5 separate regions of the Mus musculus genome follow, and all the other regions are linked to region 2. Evidence: chromatin contacts called from public HiChIP or PLAC-seq and promoter capture Hi-C data. All regions are on one chromosome and are shown on one strand. The core of a region is the stretch at or near the end of the contact, and the rest is flanking DNA. Distances in the headings are between cores, read along the strand shown.

What was found. Promoter capture Hi-C pulls out the DNA fragments that hold promoters and counts their contacts. HiChIP or PLAC-seq counts read pairs in DNA pulled down with a chosen protein or histone mark. Capture Hi-C pulls out chosen DNA fragments and counts their contacts.
Region 1: a FOXA1 HiChIP or PLAC-seq map of pancreatic cancer cells shows a contact between it and region 2. The contact joins the promoter of Crkl here to the promoter of Ccdc74a in region 2. A contact is called at or near these places in 1 of 39 promoter capture datasets (neural stem cells), 6 of 115 datasets of contacts at active chromatin or transcription factors (the SCID.adh cell line, effector CD8 T cells, embryonic stem cells and 2 more) and 3 of 9 other capture datasets (adipose tissue, liver and pancreatic islet).
Region 3: a contact with region 2 is called in a promoter capture Hi-C map of liver. The contact joins the promoter of B830017H08Rik here to the promoter of Ccdc74a in region 2. A contact is called at or near these places in 8 of 39 promoter capture datasets (the 3T3-L1 cell line, the HPC-7 cell line, embryonic stem cells and 2 more), 2 of 484 Hi-C or Micro-C datasets (embryonic fibroblasts and embryonic stem cells), 1 of 115 datasets of contacts at active chromatin or transcription factors (craniofacial prominence) and 5 of 9 other capture datasets (adipose tissue, embryonic stem cells, liver and 2 more).
Region 4: a contact with region 2 is called in an HNF4G HiChIP or PLAC-seq map of pancreatic cancer cells. The contact joins the promoter of Dgcr2 here to the promoter of Ccdc74a in region 2. A contact is called at or near these places in 1 of 484 Hi-C or Micro-C datasets (embryonic stem cells), 3 of 115 datasets of contacts at active chromatin or transcription factors (effector CD8 T cells, memory CD8 T cells and pancreatic cancer cells) and 4 of 9 other capture datasets (adipose tissue, embryonic stem cells, liver and 1 more).
Region 5: a promoter capture Hi-C map of liver shows a contact between it and region 2, with 3 times the contacts expected there. The contact joins the promoter of Scarf2 here to the promoter of Ccdc74a in region 2. A contact is called at or near these places in 3 of 39 promoter capture datasets (embryonic stem cells, hippocampal neurons and liver), 14 of 484 Hi-C or Micro-C datasets (Th1 cells, cardiomyocytes, cerebellar granule neurons and 10 more), 9 of 115 datasets of contacts at active chromatin or transcription factors (effector CD8 T cells, embryonic forebrain, embryonic hindbrain and 5 more) and 3 of 9 other capture datasets (adipose tissue, liver and pancreatic islet).

Annotation. Positions count from the first base shown.
Region 1 is chr16:17,450,711-17,453,517 of GRCm38.p6, forward strand. Crkl (v-crk avian sarcoma virus CT10 oncogene homolog-like) reads left to right here and starts at 1,275. Exons shown (of 3, transcript NM_007764.5): 1 at 1,275-2,078. The coding sequence starts at 1,768.
Region 2 is chr16:17,645,030-17,647,729 of GRCm38.p6, forward strand. Ccdc74a (coiled-coil domain containing 74A) reads left to right here and starts at 1,441. Exons shown (of 8, transcript NM_001166164.1): 1 at 1,441-1,754; 2 at 2,579-2,623. The coding sequence starts at 1,496.
Region 3 is chr16:17,831,795-17,834,550 of GRCm38.p6, forward strand. It overlaps B830017H08Rik (RIKEN cDNA B830017H08 gene), which reads left to right and starts at 1,325. Exons shown (of 2, transcript NR_027959.1): 1 at 1,325-1,775; 2 at 2,558-2,756.
Region 4 is chr16:17,890,283-17,892,982 of GRCm38.p6, forward strand. Dgcr2 (DiGeorge syndrome critical region gene 2) reads right to left here and starts at 1,446. Exons shown (of 10, transcript NM_010048.3): 1 at 1,104-1,446. The coding sequence starts at 1,182.
Region 5 is chr16:17,795,928-17,798,627 of GRCm38.p6, forward strand. Scarf2 (scavenger receptor class F, member 2) reads left to right here and starts at 1,355. Exons shown (of 11, transcript NM_153790.3): 1 at 1,355-1,600. The coding sequence starts at 1,452.

The sequences.
Region 1 (2,807 bases), core at 25-2,524, 190 kb before region 2:
TTCCTCCCCATTTTTGTTGGGTTTCATAGAGCTCAGCTGCCTTGAACTCATGATCCTCCTGCCTCCATCTCCTAGTGATGGGATTATTGGTATGTGTCACCACCACTGGCTTGGGACATGCCTTCCTGTTTATCTAATTTGGGAATGCTATGACCAATAATCCAGCATCTGTTTTTGTGGTGATTTTTCACAATAGTCATTCATTTAACAAATTTCTGATCATTCAAGACTAGATGTGGATTTAAGGCAGGCAAAATATAGGTAAATAAGACAGTATTCTGTGGTATTAAAATTTCATCCTAGCCTGTTGGTGGTCAGAGTTAGTTCCAGGACAGCCAGGGCCACACAGAGAATTCCTATCTTGATAGATAGATAGATAGATAGATAGATAGATAGATAGATAGGCCGGGCAGTGGTGGCGCATGCCTTTAATCCCAGCACTTGGGAGGCAGAGGCAGGCGGATTTCTGAGTTCGAGGCTAGCCTGGTCTACAAAGTGAGTTCCAGGACAGCCAGGACTACACAGAGAAACCCCGTCTCTAAAAAACCAAACAAATAATTAAATAAATAGGTACTAGTCGGGTTGGAGGGAGAAATATGTCAAGGGAGGCAGAGCTGAAACTGAGCAACGTGGAATGGCAGGAAATGAACTGTTGCAGAGCAACAGGCTTCAGGCCAGACACAGGTGTTGCATTTCACTTGTTACACTTTACAGCCGGTAGTGTCCAGTCATCCTCACCAACACACTGTCCTCCTCGTAAAGTATTAGTCAAACTGATCTTCACCATCATTCCACGTGTACCAAGGAGGATCACCTAGGGCAGGCGTTATTTGATAGGTTATTCAGTAACCTATTTGATGGTCACCTCACTCCCTAGGTCATGCCCTTCCTGAGCCACCTGATTTACCAGGGCCTTCTGGCTCGCAATCATCTGACGGCCACGCCTTCTTGGCCGGACACTCAGCAACCACTCTACGCTTTGTTCACAGAAACAGGTTTTCAAAACGCTGTTCCCTCTCGGCTCCAGCTGTTTTCCTGCCAAGCCCGGGAAGCCTGACAGCAGCAGCTTCTCGGCGGCTGCTTTGCGGTCCAGGAAGGGCCTGACCCTCTGCCTCCTCCCGGAACGCGGGAGCCCGCGCGAGTGGCTCACGCTGGGACCCTCGCGAACGCACTCCTGATTGGCAGCGCCCAGTGACGTCAAAGGAAGGGCCTCCGCGGTGGAGGGGGTAGAGCCCAGCTCCGCGCGTGCGCAGATTGAATGCGCTGGACCAAGGGGGAGGTGCCCGGCTGCTTCTCCCGCGTCCGCCATTTTGTTGCTGTGGCTATTGGGAGCGGGCTGGGTAAGACTGCTCGGGAGGCGCGACTCTTGTTGGAGTGCGGTGCTTCGTGTGACCGCGGGGATCGGTGCAGGCTCTTGAGGCTGTGGAGCCGGCGGCGGGTTCCAGGACAGAAGTCACTGGAGCCTCCCCTGTACTCCGGCCAGCTGAGAAGCCCGAGGCGGCCTCCGCTACTGCTCAGCTTCGCCCACCTCGACCCCGGGGCTTTGCCCAGTGTTCCCGGACCGGCTCTCCGTGAGGCGGCCCGGTGCAGGAGGGCGGTGGCGGAGGATGCTGCGGGGCCCGGAGCCTAGAGGAACGTCCTGACCAAGCCCTCTGATTGTTCCTCGAAGTGTTCTGAGAGGCCCTTCCTCGACCCCAAAGCCGACAGCGGGTAAAGGCTTCCCAAGCAAGAGAGCCGCAGACGCCGCCCATCCCCGAGCCCAACACCATGTCCTCCGCCAGGTTTGATTCTTCAGACCGCTCTGCCTGGTACATGGGGCCAGTGACTCGCCAGGAGGCGCAGACTCGTCTCCAAGGCCAGCGCCATGGCATGTTCCTAGTCCGGGACTCATCTACCTGCCCCGGGGACTATGTACTGTCCGTGTCCGAGAACTCGCGTGTCTCGCACTACATCATCAACTCCCTGCCCAACCGCCGCTTTAAGATCGGGGACCAGGAGTTTGACCATTTGCCGGCCTTGTTAGAGTTCTACAAGATCCACTACCTGGACACTACCACCTTAATCGAACCGGCGCCCAGGTACGCGAGCTCCTGCCCTTCTCCGGTTCAGAACTTGACCGGATGCGAAGGGTCGGTCAAAGATTAAATTTTGGGGGTAGGGTAGGGGATAGAACTCCTTTTCCTCATTCTAAATCAGAAGACATTCGGATTATAAGGCCAATATCAGGATCTGGGTCATTGGATGAAAGGATGCATTTTATTTAGACATTTAGCAGTGCTGCTTGCATTGTTTAAATGCACCCCTAACCCCCCACATATATACACAGTTTTGCCACTTTACTTGACTGTAATACTAATGCAGAATGCTTATTAACGACGCTAAAAATATAGACTTCCTTGAGATTCTGAAGATAGCCATGACTCCTCCTTTCTCGAAATTCTTGTACACCATTTAAGGTTTTTGTAACTCCTGCATTTTTCAACTAACTTTAGGTTACAAAGTGGCCTTCGGCCTTTGGAATAATCCTTAAAATGGATCGAAAGTGTAGAAATCTCAGAATCTGATTCTCTAGCACTCATTTTTAAAACTGGGATTACCAAGAGAAGACAGTGGGATTATATTTGAAGAAATTTGTATCCTCACCGTTCCTTCCTCAGGGGTGGGAAGTGTATTTACCTAAATTCTACATTAATTCAATTTTAGTTTTTTTTTTTTTTGTAATTAAGTCTAGTGGTTTAACATATGCTTTAAAGACCCCTAAGTAGAGCTAGCTGAGATAGATACACACCCCTAGTCCCCTAAGGAAA
Region 2 (2,700 bases), core at 191-2,690:
GGCTTTTTGCTGTGCAAAGGATGGACCTCTGGGACATGGACATGGTAGACAAGTGTCAAACACTGACCCATTGGGAGGTGACTTTTGCATAGCCTTCTCTTAGAAATTAAGTTTCCAAACCAGGCATTAATCTTAGGATTCAGAAAGGAGGCAGAGGCAGATCTCTGAGTTTGAAGTCAGCCTGGCCTATGTAGCTAAACTATGTCTCAAACAAACAAATCTACCATGTCATAAAAAGTAAGTGGCCTAGTTTTCACGTGGATAAGAGATGAGCCAGCAGTTAAGAAAGAGAGCTTCCTGCTCTTCCAGAAAACCTGAGTTTGGTTTCCAGCAGACACCCAAGGCTGCCTGTAATTCCAGCTCCGGGGCTCAATGCTCACACATGCACACCCACAGAATATACTCATACGGGTACGCATAAATGAAAAAAAAAAAAAAACTAAAGTCTAGAAAGCCAGGACTTTCTTGTTTTTGATCCTGCTGGCTGGGTTCTCTAGGTAAAGGCAAGCACTGGACTTTTGTTTTCTTGAAGACAGGTTCTCACTGTGTAGCTCTGACTGTTCCGGGAACTCACTATGGCAGACTTCGGAACTCTGGAAGATCCACCTGCCTCTGTCTCCCATTTGCTGGAATTAAAGAAGTGGGCTGGCCGGTTCTCTTGTGTTGGTTCAGACAGCTCTATTTATACACAAAGATTCAGTGAGTGTTGGAAGATTTGTGAAACTATTACTATGTATCCAAAAATGTGAGCTATTAAAATGAAAGACTAAGACCCACTTTAAAAGCCAGTGCGACGGGCGGTGGTGGCGCACGCCTTTAATCCCAGCACTGGGGAGGCAGAGGCAGGCGGATTTCTGAGTTCGAGGCCAACCTGGTCTACAAAGTGAGTTCCAGGACAGCCAGGGCTATACAGAGAAACCCTGTCTCGAAAAACAAAAACAAAAAAGCCAGTGCTTTGGCATACATCTATAATCCCGGTTTTACACAATGAATTCCAAGCTAGTTTGCACTACAGAGTGAGACCCTGGTTCAAAAGTACAAGCGGGGCTAGGGTGATGGCTCAGAAGGTATAGTGGTTTCTGCCCAAGCAGGAGAAATTCGGGTCTAAATTCGGGTCCCTAGCACCCACATGAGAAGTGGGGAGGGAAGGCGCACACCCGGGATCTTAAGCGCTGGAAGCCGGGGAAATGGGAAGATCCTGGGGTTCACGGGCCAGCCCAGCTAGTCACAAGACGAGACAGACCTCTTCTCAAAATCTATGAGGTGGGGAATGAGACCGGACGTCGAGTGCTGGTCTCCACAGGCACACGCACCGCACACAGCACTCATAAGAACTACTGTTCCGGACCAGTTCAAGAGTCTGGCGCCTTGGTTTTTGCGGAACGCGGCCGCAGGCCCCGCCCCGCGGCGCGCCCCGCCCTCTCCGGCGCGCCGGTTCCCAAGGCGACCGAGTGCCAGGCTCCAGCAGCCAGTACTGAGCGGCGGCGACGCCTTCATGAGCGGGGCCGGGCTGGCGGCCGGGGCTCGGCCCCTCAGCTCCGCGGCCCCAGGCTCCCGGGGCGCGGCCCGCCTACGCCCGCGCCCTCCCGCCGGCCTGCAGCACGCGGGGACGCAGCCGCCTCCGCTCGGGTTCAGCGAAGCACAGAAGCGGATCCTGGACCTGGAAAAGAGCCTGCAGTTCCTACAGCAGCAGCACTCGGAGACGCTAGTCAAACTCCACGAGGAGATCGAGCACCTGAAGCGGGAGAATAAGGGTGAGCCTCTGGGTGCTGGCCCAGCATTTACAACCTGAAGGTCACGGCCATCAACTCTTAACAGTCTCCGGGTGCGGGGAAGGATGCGGGAGGCTTCTCTTCGGTAGGGCCTGCCGATAGGCTCAGTCCTCCTGTGCCCACCAGCCCAAATGAACGCTGACCCTCCTGTGCACTCTGTGCAGGGCAGGGTGTAGTCCGGCTCATTATTTAAAACTGTTGCCGAAGTTAAACAGCACACAGCAAATTCCAGTAAATGGGTCACCAACTAAGCACATCCAGATTTTGGGCAGGGATTGCCAGGATGCTGCTCCACCCCACCCCCGACCCCCACCCCCAAGGCTTGGCCTACTCAGAACTTCAGGCCACCCTGTGACATAACTGCTTTTCACTGTCTACAGCTCAGCTAGGGTTCCTCTGCTTCCCCCCACTCCATGCCCTGTGCCTCGGGTTTCTCCCTCTTTCTGGTGTTGTCTTTACCTGGGCATCTTATTACATTAGGGCTCTGCTTGAGACTCACCCCATGTCTGACTGACCAGCCCCATGCCACACCCCACTTACCTTACCATTGCCAGGGGCTCCTGGAAGGCTAGCCAGCCATCCTGTCTCACTTCAGCAGCCCTGCAGCCCTGCCCCTGCCTGGCCTAGTGGATGGGCACCTTGCAGGTGTTGGGGATGACAGGGATCAGCTAGAGGCATTTCTGGTCTGAGATGCCTGAGGTAAAGGGTTGGTGGAAAAAGCTGGTGGGACCCAAAGAGCAGGCCACATTTGTGCTCCCAGTGGCTGTAGATTTTAAGTGTGATAAGGAGTATTTGTTTGCTTTCAGATCTCCACTACAAGCTAATCATGAATGAGAAGCCTCAGAAAAAAGGTAGGACTTGCAGGGAGTTATCACTCAAGCCTATCTGGCAGCAGGGAGCCCTGCATGCTAACCCAGAGGAGACCAGT
Region 3 (2,756 bases), core at 75-2,574, 190 kb after region 2:
AGCCTCTGCACCTGGGCACACAGATCCAGCCTCGGCTCCCAGCACTGCTGGATCCCCACAGAGCCCTCCCTCCTTACAATTTTCTTCGGAGGTTCCAGGGCACTGAGCACCCAGAGTGCTAACAACGCCCCAGGGACGATGAGAACAACATGCTCACGCTTGGTGGGGAGATCCTGCCCTCTAGAGGGACACAGGACCCACTGTACCATGCGCACGCACAGCGCAGGATGTATGGGCTGGGAAAGAACCAGGCTCCCCAGAAAGTGAAAGGGTACTAAAGACAGTCAGGGGAGGAAAGATTAGCTAGGGTAGCCATGGGCCCTTACGGGGCTCGGCAGGGTGAGTGCAAGTGCTTAACCCTGGACGGCCATGTTCCATATTATTCCTTCGTCAAACCTTCAGCACATTTAGCAACACTAAGGACCTAGCTTTGTGCCAGACAACACAGAAGAGCCAGCCATGGGTTCAGGCACCTCACTGTGGAAGGGCAGAGTCACTGAAAAATCACTGTAAGCCAGATGCAATGGTAGAGCCTACAACCCTGGCTACTGGTGAGGCTGAAGCAGGAGGGATCATTTGAGTGCAGGAGGTCAAGACCAGTCTGGGCAACATAGCAAGGCCTTGTCTCAGAACTAAACAGAAACGCACTGGAGAATTGGCTTGATGGTTAAAGTCTCATTCGAAAGGCCTCGGTTTGAGTCCCAGCATTTACATGGAGCCTCACCACCCGCTCAGGCACCAAGTGGTACATGACACACATGCACACAAAACACTCATTTGCATAAAATAAAAATTCTAAAAAAAATCACCCCCAAACTAAACAAAAACCAGAGCTAGCTGGGATAGGTGGAGTGCTTCCTCGGAAGGAAGAAATTCCGGGGTTTAATCTCCAGTCTGACTGCATTAACTGGGCATGGTAACAGACACCTGTAATCCCAGCACTCAAGAGGCAGAGCAGGAGGAATTCAGTCAGTCCTGGCTACATAAGGAGTATGAGAGCAGTTTTGGCTACATGAGACCCCATTTAAGAGACGTTGTGAAGTTACTTGAGGTTGAGGCTCCCTTTACTTGTGAGATTGGGTGGACAAGGAAAGTTCAGGGTCCCAGTGGGAAAAGCAGAAACTGTCGGAAGAGGGGAGGCATGGAGCCTATGTATGTAAAGATGAAGAGGGTGGCTAGGGTGCGTGGTCAGAGAGGTTAAACAGGATATGAGCAGGATAGGCATGAGATGGGCTGGGGCTCAGCAGTCTCTAAGTCCCTTAGAAAGGAGGGTAGAGGGGCGAAAGCTTGGAGCTGGAGATGCCAGTGAGAAAGATGAATTCTCACTCGTGGCTGAGTGTGCTATGTGGGAGACACAAGAGACAGAGCGGCTAGAATGGCATAGGCTGCTGTGGCCAGGACAACGTGAAAGGAAGGTAAGGGGGGCTTTGCTTCTGGCTTTACGGTGTCTTGGCTTTAGCAGCCGTTGCGCCATGTGCTATTGCTGCTGCCTAGAGGCCAACCTAAGTCTCATATGGGGGCCCCCAGCCGACAACATGGTCCCTAAGGCCAAATTTCAAATACCCCTGCCTACGGGCACAGCCCTCCCCCATACCCGCGGCCTCCCCGGAGCCCCAGCCACTCAGGAATTGGCCCTGCAGGGGTTCCCCCAGGCCCGGTCGTTCCCACAGACGTCCCAGGGCGCGTTCCCGCGGGCCCCGCGGTCGCTAGGCTGCAGGCTGGGGCCCTGGCCCTCTCAGCGGGGCTGGCAGAGAGCGGTGCAGACGGCAGCGCATGGCGGCAGAGCCCGGGCGCTCGTGGACTCAGGCGCGCGGCGCGTACGGCGTTAGAGAGGCGCTGAGGAGGGGCGTGGGCCGCCGGCTAGACCCGAGCTCGCAGCCCAACGGGCCGGTTCCCGAAGATGCCCGCGCCCCGGGCCGCCTGGCTCGCCTGCGTGGCCAGCTGCGGGTCGAGGCGGCGGCGCGAGCCGAGGCGCCGCGACTGCTGCGGGTGGTGGAGCGCGCGGGCGCGCGAGCCGGGGCGGCGGAGGCCGGCGAGAGGAGCGACGCGCGCAGCGGCGGCTCGGTGTGCTCGGTGTGCGGGGAGCCGCGCGGCGGCGCCACCTATCCCGCGGGCGTCCTGGAGGTGAGCGAGCGGCGGCTGCAGGAGGGGCTGGCGGCCGTGCGCGCCGAGCTGGGCGCGGGGCTCGAGGCGCTGCGTGCGGAGCTGCGGAGCGAGCTGGATGCCCTGCGCGCCCTGCTGCCGCCGCCGCAGCAGCAGCAGCCGCTGCCGCCGCCACCCGCCCGCCGGGAGCCCCGGGGCCCCGCCTTGCTACGGGCGCTCGGCACGGTGAACGCGTTGGTTTCGTCCTCCAGGGCAGCGGAGAACGGACCGGACACCCCCGCGGACAGCCTGGCGAACCGAGCCATGGCCCGCAAGAACCACAAGAAAACTCCAGTGCCTCCAGCGGCTGCGCAAAGCGGCGGAGACTGAGGGACTGGAGGCAAATCGGACGATGTGCGGTGCTTCTACAGATTCCTCAGATGCCGCCAGCCGACATTCCATTATTTAGAGGATGGGCGGCAGAGGCTATGTAGATGGTTTTGCGATGTGGTTGATGGCCGCCCAGGACTGACTCTGGGCTGTAGAGCCAGCCCCCTCTTGGCCTTGGAGCTGGGGAAGAATCTGAACCAGAGTGGCACTGCCTGAGAGGAGCAGCTGGCCGGAGCCAAGGGATCTGCAGCCTGGAGGCAAATGCTTGCCGTTGTCTTAAAGTC
Region 4 (2,700 bases), core at 196-2,695, 250 kb after region 2:
TCCACAAGGGTTCCTAGCGGGCTACTTTACAACCAGTCAGTTCACTATGCAGAGCAGCTGGCTTTTCCCTTCCTGGAGCCCAGGGAAACGCTCTGTTCAGTTGAGTGTTGTCTTGGGCTTGGTCACTGAGGCTCTGGCAGACATTTCCACATGGGACAAAAGCACAAAGCCAAGCATTGAAATATGTTGCAGGATGGGAGCTGAGATAGGACACTGCTGAGGGTGCACCCACCTGTTCTGACACCCAGTCATGATGTCACCCATAGAAGACTTGCCTGGGGCATTCCTTCATGGGAACCTTCCTCTGCTAAAAGCATTAAGAGCTCTACTTACCACCGCCCTAGTACAGAGGAGTCTCTGAAAGTTCACAGACAAGACATCCCTGCTGGGATCCCTAAAGGGACAGTGAGGCTGTACTGGTATTCCTGTGCCTGATGGATAAATTGACCTGGCTTTGTTGCGGAAGTAGGGTGCAGTGAAGGTTTTTTTTTGCAGGGGGGGGGGCACAGTTCAGAAGTATCTGAAATAAGCAGAAAAGGGACCTGAGGTTCCCCACCACACAAAACTCCAAGGGAGTATCAAAAGTAGTTAATCACACCACACAAAGCACTAAGTGCCAGGCACCGCTGAAAGGACTCTCCCCTGCACCTGGTACTCAGTTTACTCCCAGTACCTCCTTTGGGCAGGGCTGGACTTCTGTGATAAAGCGTTTCACTAAGTGGCAATGAGCAACCAGACATCGCTGTCCAGGGCTGAAACGCTGGCACTAGGCCACAATTGGGCGGACACTTGGGGCACCAGGTGCCTCCACAAGCTGCTTCCAAGACTTCCACTCAGCCAAGCAGAAGGGTGCGCCCGAGACGCAGCTCCTGGCCAGTGGGTCCCAGAGCACGCGGCGCTCGGTGGACCTGGGTCTAAAGGCAACATCCTCGAGGCTCCGAACCCTGGTACACTCCAATTTGTGCCAGGGCAGGGGACGCCCAGAGGCCCGCGGCCAGGCCTCGCCTGTGCCGGGCCGAGGAGCAGTAGCCCCCAGCAGCCGCGGGGGAACGGACGTCCGCAGCCCCACCCCCGACCGCGCCCCCACCCTCAGCACCGCGCACCTGGCCGCAGCGGCTCGGTGACAGTGAGAACCAGCAGGAAGAGCAGCAGGAAGGCACCGCTGTCTGCCTTGGGCACCATTTATCCTCCGTTCATCGTCCCCGGGGCAGCCGCGTGACCCCGCGGGGAGGCCGGACCTGGCCGAGAGGAGTGGGTGAAGGCCGGACTCCGACCTGGGGCTGAGGGGCGGCAGGCGAGGGATCCAGCTGGGCCGCGGCAAGAGAACGCCACCGACTCGCGCGCACTCTAGGCCGCAGGAGCGGGATGAGATTCCGGCTCGCGCAAGATGGCGGCCGTCCTGCTCCGGCCCGCGCCACCCCGCCTCCGGCCCGCACTAACCAATGAACGCCGAGCTGGGCGGGGGGTGGGGTGGCGGAGGGAGGTAGGACCCGAGCTCCAGACGCGGGGCGGGGCATGAGCACGAGAGGCCTAGGGAATGAGCGAGTGGGCGGGGCCAAGGGCGGGGCTAGCAGGAAATGAGGCGTGCCATTGGCTGAACCGAGAGGTGGGACGCAGCCTTGGCAGCGAGGTACCAAAAGGGGTCCCTAGTGCTGGTAGGGTCACAAGGACTGACAGTGCTGGCGCCAGGGTCTGGGGTGGGTAGGAGTGGGGAATCCGGGATTAGTGAATTGAGGAGGTATAGCTGGACCTGAACGATCTTTACTCCTGGAGGCCCAGGTCTGTCCCAGTGCCAACATATTCCCTAAAGTGGTCTTCTAAACGCCGAACGGCTGTGAAGAAAGTGAAGAGCTCTAGTGAAAATAAAGGACCAGCAGTCTCTGTGGATCAGGGAATGGCACAAAGAATATCAACAGAGGAGGAAATGGCTTAATGGATGTCAGAATCTAACAGAGAAGCCCAGAGTCTCTGGACCAGATCTGGGGAAGGAGCTGCCTATACAATGGAGAAAAAAAGCCCAGGCAGAGACAGGGCTAAAGCCTGGGAACAAGGCTCCACATGCTAAACTCACACCTGCCTTCATGAACAGCATGAACGTGGAAGGAGAGACAGCAAATGAAAAACCAATCTGTTCAGGGGAAGGAAGTGAAAAGTGGGGAAGGCCAGTCACCTCCAGCATATCTGACTCACTCTTATTGCCCCTCCACCAAAGTCCCAGGATTTCAACCTACGATAGATACATGGAGCCATGAGTGAAAGATGCTAACTTGTTATAGGTAGGTAAAGTCAAGGTCAAGTCGTCAGACATTCCAACTTTACCAGGTCTTGGCCCAAGATGTTGGACATAGGACTTGTCACAACAGATGGGGGGTTCCTTGCTGGCAGAAGCAAGGGTACCTGTCCAGTGCTGCTCTGGGCACTCAGATAGTTTTATGGCACATTCCCAGCACTGAGTACAAGATCCAGGCCTAGCCTTCTGCCCCCATACCCACCCCCACTGCAAATCTGCCCTGGGAGCTCAGCCAGAGCTCTGAGTTGGGCAGGTCCTTTGGAGGGAACTCAGCCAAGTGCAGTCTTCCTGCCAACTGTCCACCTGCAGAGCCGCCGTTAAGAGTCCAGGAAAGGTTTGGAAGAGAAAAGAGCAGGACAGGAAGTGAGAAGTCTGGCTGAGCGGTACAATGAAAGCACAGAGTTAACTCC
Region 5 (2,700 bases), core at 105-2,604, 150 kb after region 2:
GCTCCCTGTCTACACCACCTGTCCCTCATACGCAAGGTGCCCTCTGCCGGCTGCCCAGGAAGATATTGTCTAACCTTTCCCTCAAGTCAGAAGCACACACACCTTGGTGGGACCAGGCTGCCAACAAAGGTGTGTGAACTCCTGCAGTCTGGAGCAGTCTGCCTCAGGGTCTCTCCTGCTTTGTCTTTTCTGGACCCATGCAGCTCCAACCATCTCCTGTCTGACCTAGGCTGTGGTAACCATAAGTACTGTGTTCTGCTCTGCCTGGGTGAAGCCAGTGATTCAAGGCAGGGATGAGAGAAGAGCTTTACTGGTGAGAACAGTAAAGGGTTAACAGAGGGCCCCTGCCCAAGCTGCCTCCTGGCCCAGGGGTCTTATCCTTAAGCTTGTGTAGAGACTTGGAGGAAGGATATCTTTAGCCAAGTCCAAGTCGTCCCTAGGATGGACACTGATTCTGCAGCTCCTTTGACAGGCTTGCTGATGTCATACTAAGGTCAGGCTAGAGGTTCCTGGTAAAGGAAGCTTTCTGACTCCGAAGACTTCTGGTTCTGCTTACATGACAAGGCTCACTTTGACAGCTGTTTAGGGAATGAGGTGCTCAGGAGATCAGGAGACAAAAGTGGGTATGGTAGAGACAGAGCAATCTACTTAGTGGCCCTGGTTGTCCTTATGTAGTAGGGGGGTCTCCATTCTAAGCCTTGATTTCACTCTCTGAACTTCTCCTTCTTAGGAGCCAATAGCCTTCTCAAGCTGAATACATGCCCTGGGCACCCAGTTCCTTCCTACCCCTTGAGAGGACTTCTGAGTTTCAGTTTTCATCTCCAGTGTCCCCTTCCCTGTCTTTACCTCCTCATTATATCAAAGACCATCACTGCTTCCTTCTGTTCCAGGCTTTTTCCTCAGAGAGCTCCTTTCCCTAGGTCTCCAGTTCATTCCCACAGGTCTTTGTCTACATCTTGCATGCTGCAGGAGATCAAGAGATGCTAATGGCACACCATAGAACAACTAGGGGTTCTTAGCTCCAGCCGAAGGCCAGTGTGTGAACCGGGGCCTTCTCCAGGACCCCTTTGCTCCCGGGCCTGGCGGCTCCAGGGCTTCTGACAAGGGGGAGAAAAGGCGCGGACCAGGACTCCTTCACAGGATCCCGCAGCTCCTTCTTCCCGCAGTGCTTCGCCGGCTTCCACCAAGTTCACCCCCGAGTTCGTGCATGGCCAGGTGGGGGCGGGGGCCGAGCAAAGAAGGGGCGGAGGCGCGACCGGAGGGTGGGGTCTGGCGCGCGGGGCGGGCGCTGCCGCCTGGCCGGCCGCGCTGGCCCAGGATCAGGGAGCCGATGTGGAATTTCCTGCCCGGCCCGGCGCCCCTCCTGCCGCCCCCCGCCCGGCCTCGCACTCCGCTTCCGGCCGCCCTTGCCGCGGCCGCACCCGCGCCCACCCGCGCCTGCCCCGCGCCTCATGGAGGGCGCAGGGTCCCGGGGGGCCGGGCCGGCGCGGCGCCAGGGAGCCCGAGGGCTGGGACTGCTGCTGCTGCTCTGGCTGCTGCCCGGTCTCGCGGCGCCCCAGGACTTGAACCCGCGAGGCCGCAACGTGTGCCGCACGCCCGGGTAGGAACTGGGCCTGTCCGAGGCGTGGGCGCGAAGCGGGCTGGGGGTAGCGGCGCCCCATTTCAGTCCGGGCCATCTAGGACCTCCCTAAACTGGTCACGCGAGCCCCTCGGGCCTGCCTCGCGTCTTGGGCTCGGTTCCAGGCCAAGCCTGGGCCCTTAGGCTGCATCCGAGGGCCGGCTGGACCAGAAATCACCTGAGGGGTAATGGAGTACTGTGGGGAGCCCCCAGGGGTACTATGTGGTGTCCAAAATGTCAGGGGAGAAGAGAAAGGAGCTACTCCCTAAGCCAAGCAAGGACACTCGGAGGGGACAGCATGTGCATAGGCTTTAGGAGCCAGTGGCTTGAGCCTGGAGTAGGGGTTTAGAAGGGCGAAGGAGCAACCTTGGGCGAGCTGGGCACTGGGACAGTCGAGACTTGGAAGGACAGATTTGTCTTGGTAGAGCGGGCGCGGGGTGGGAGGAAGATGGTGGTGAAAGTGAGCACGGACAAGGCTACACTCACGGTGGACCAGAAACCGGAGTGCTTGAGGACAATGATGGACGCGCGATGGGGAGGACGTGGGAACCCCTGTTGGCTCCTTGTGGGCGGCCACTGGGTGTACGGAGGTGGGTCTCTGAGAGGATCTTGCTAGGAAAGCCGGTGTGGGACAGGCCCAGCCAGAAAGCAGTGGAGCCCGGAGCTTGCGCGGAGGGTGAAGAGCGACGACGGCTGAGTAGGCGCAGAAGCCGAGGGACCTGTCTGCTCGTCGGAGCCACGACGCAGTCAAGGCATCTCTGCAGAGGCGAGGAACCCACGGTGGGGCGCCTCTGCCAGTGCTGGGGAGGCTGTTTTGGGACTCCAGGCTAGGGTCCCGGGGGGCACCCTGGGTCAAACGGCTCCCCGGGGTGCGAAACGTCAGCTAGGGTTTTGGAGGGTCAAAGTAGACGAGGGCTGCTAGCTGACCGCGCGGTTTCCGAAATCGGGTCGAGAGGACACAGACCACTCCCGGCCGCGAGCCCCGCCTCGGAGGCGGGGGGGGGGGGGGGCGCCTGACTAGCCATCTGCTTCGCATCGCCGCCGCCGCCTCGTCCCGGGCCTCCCCGGCCCCAGGAATGCAG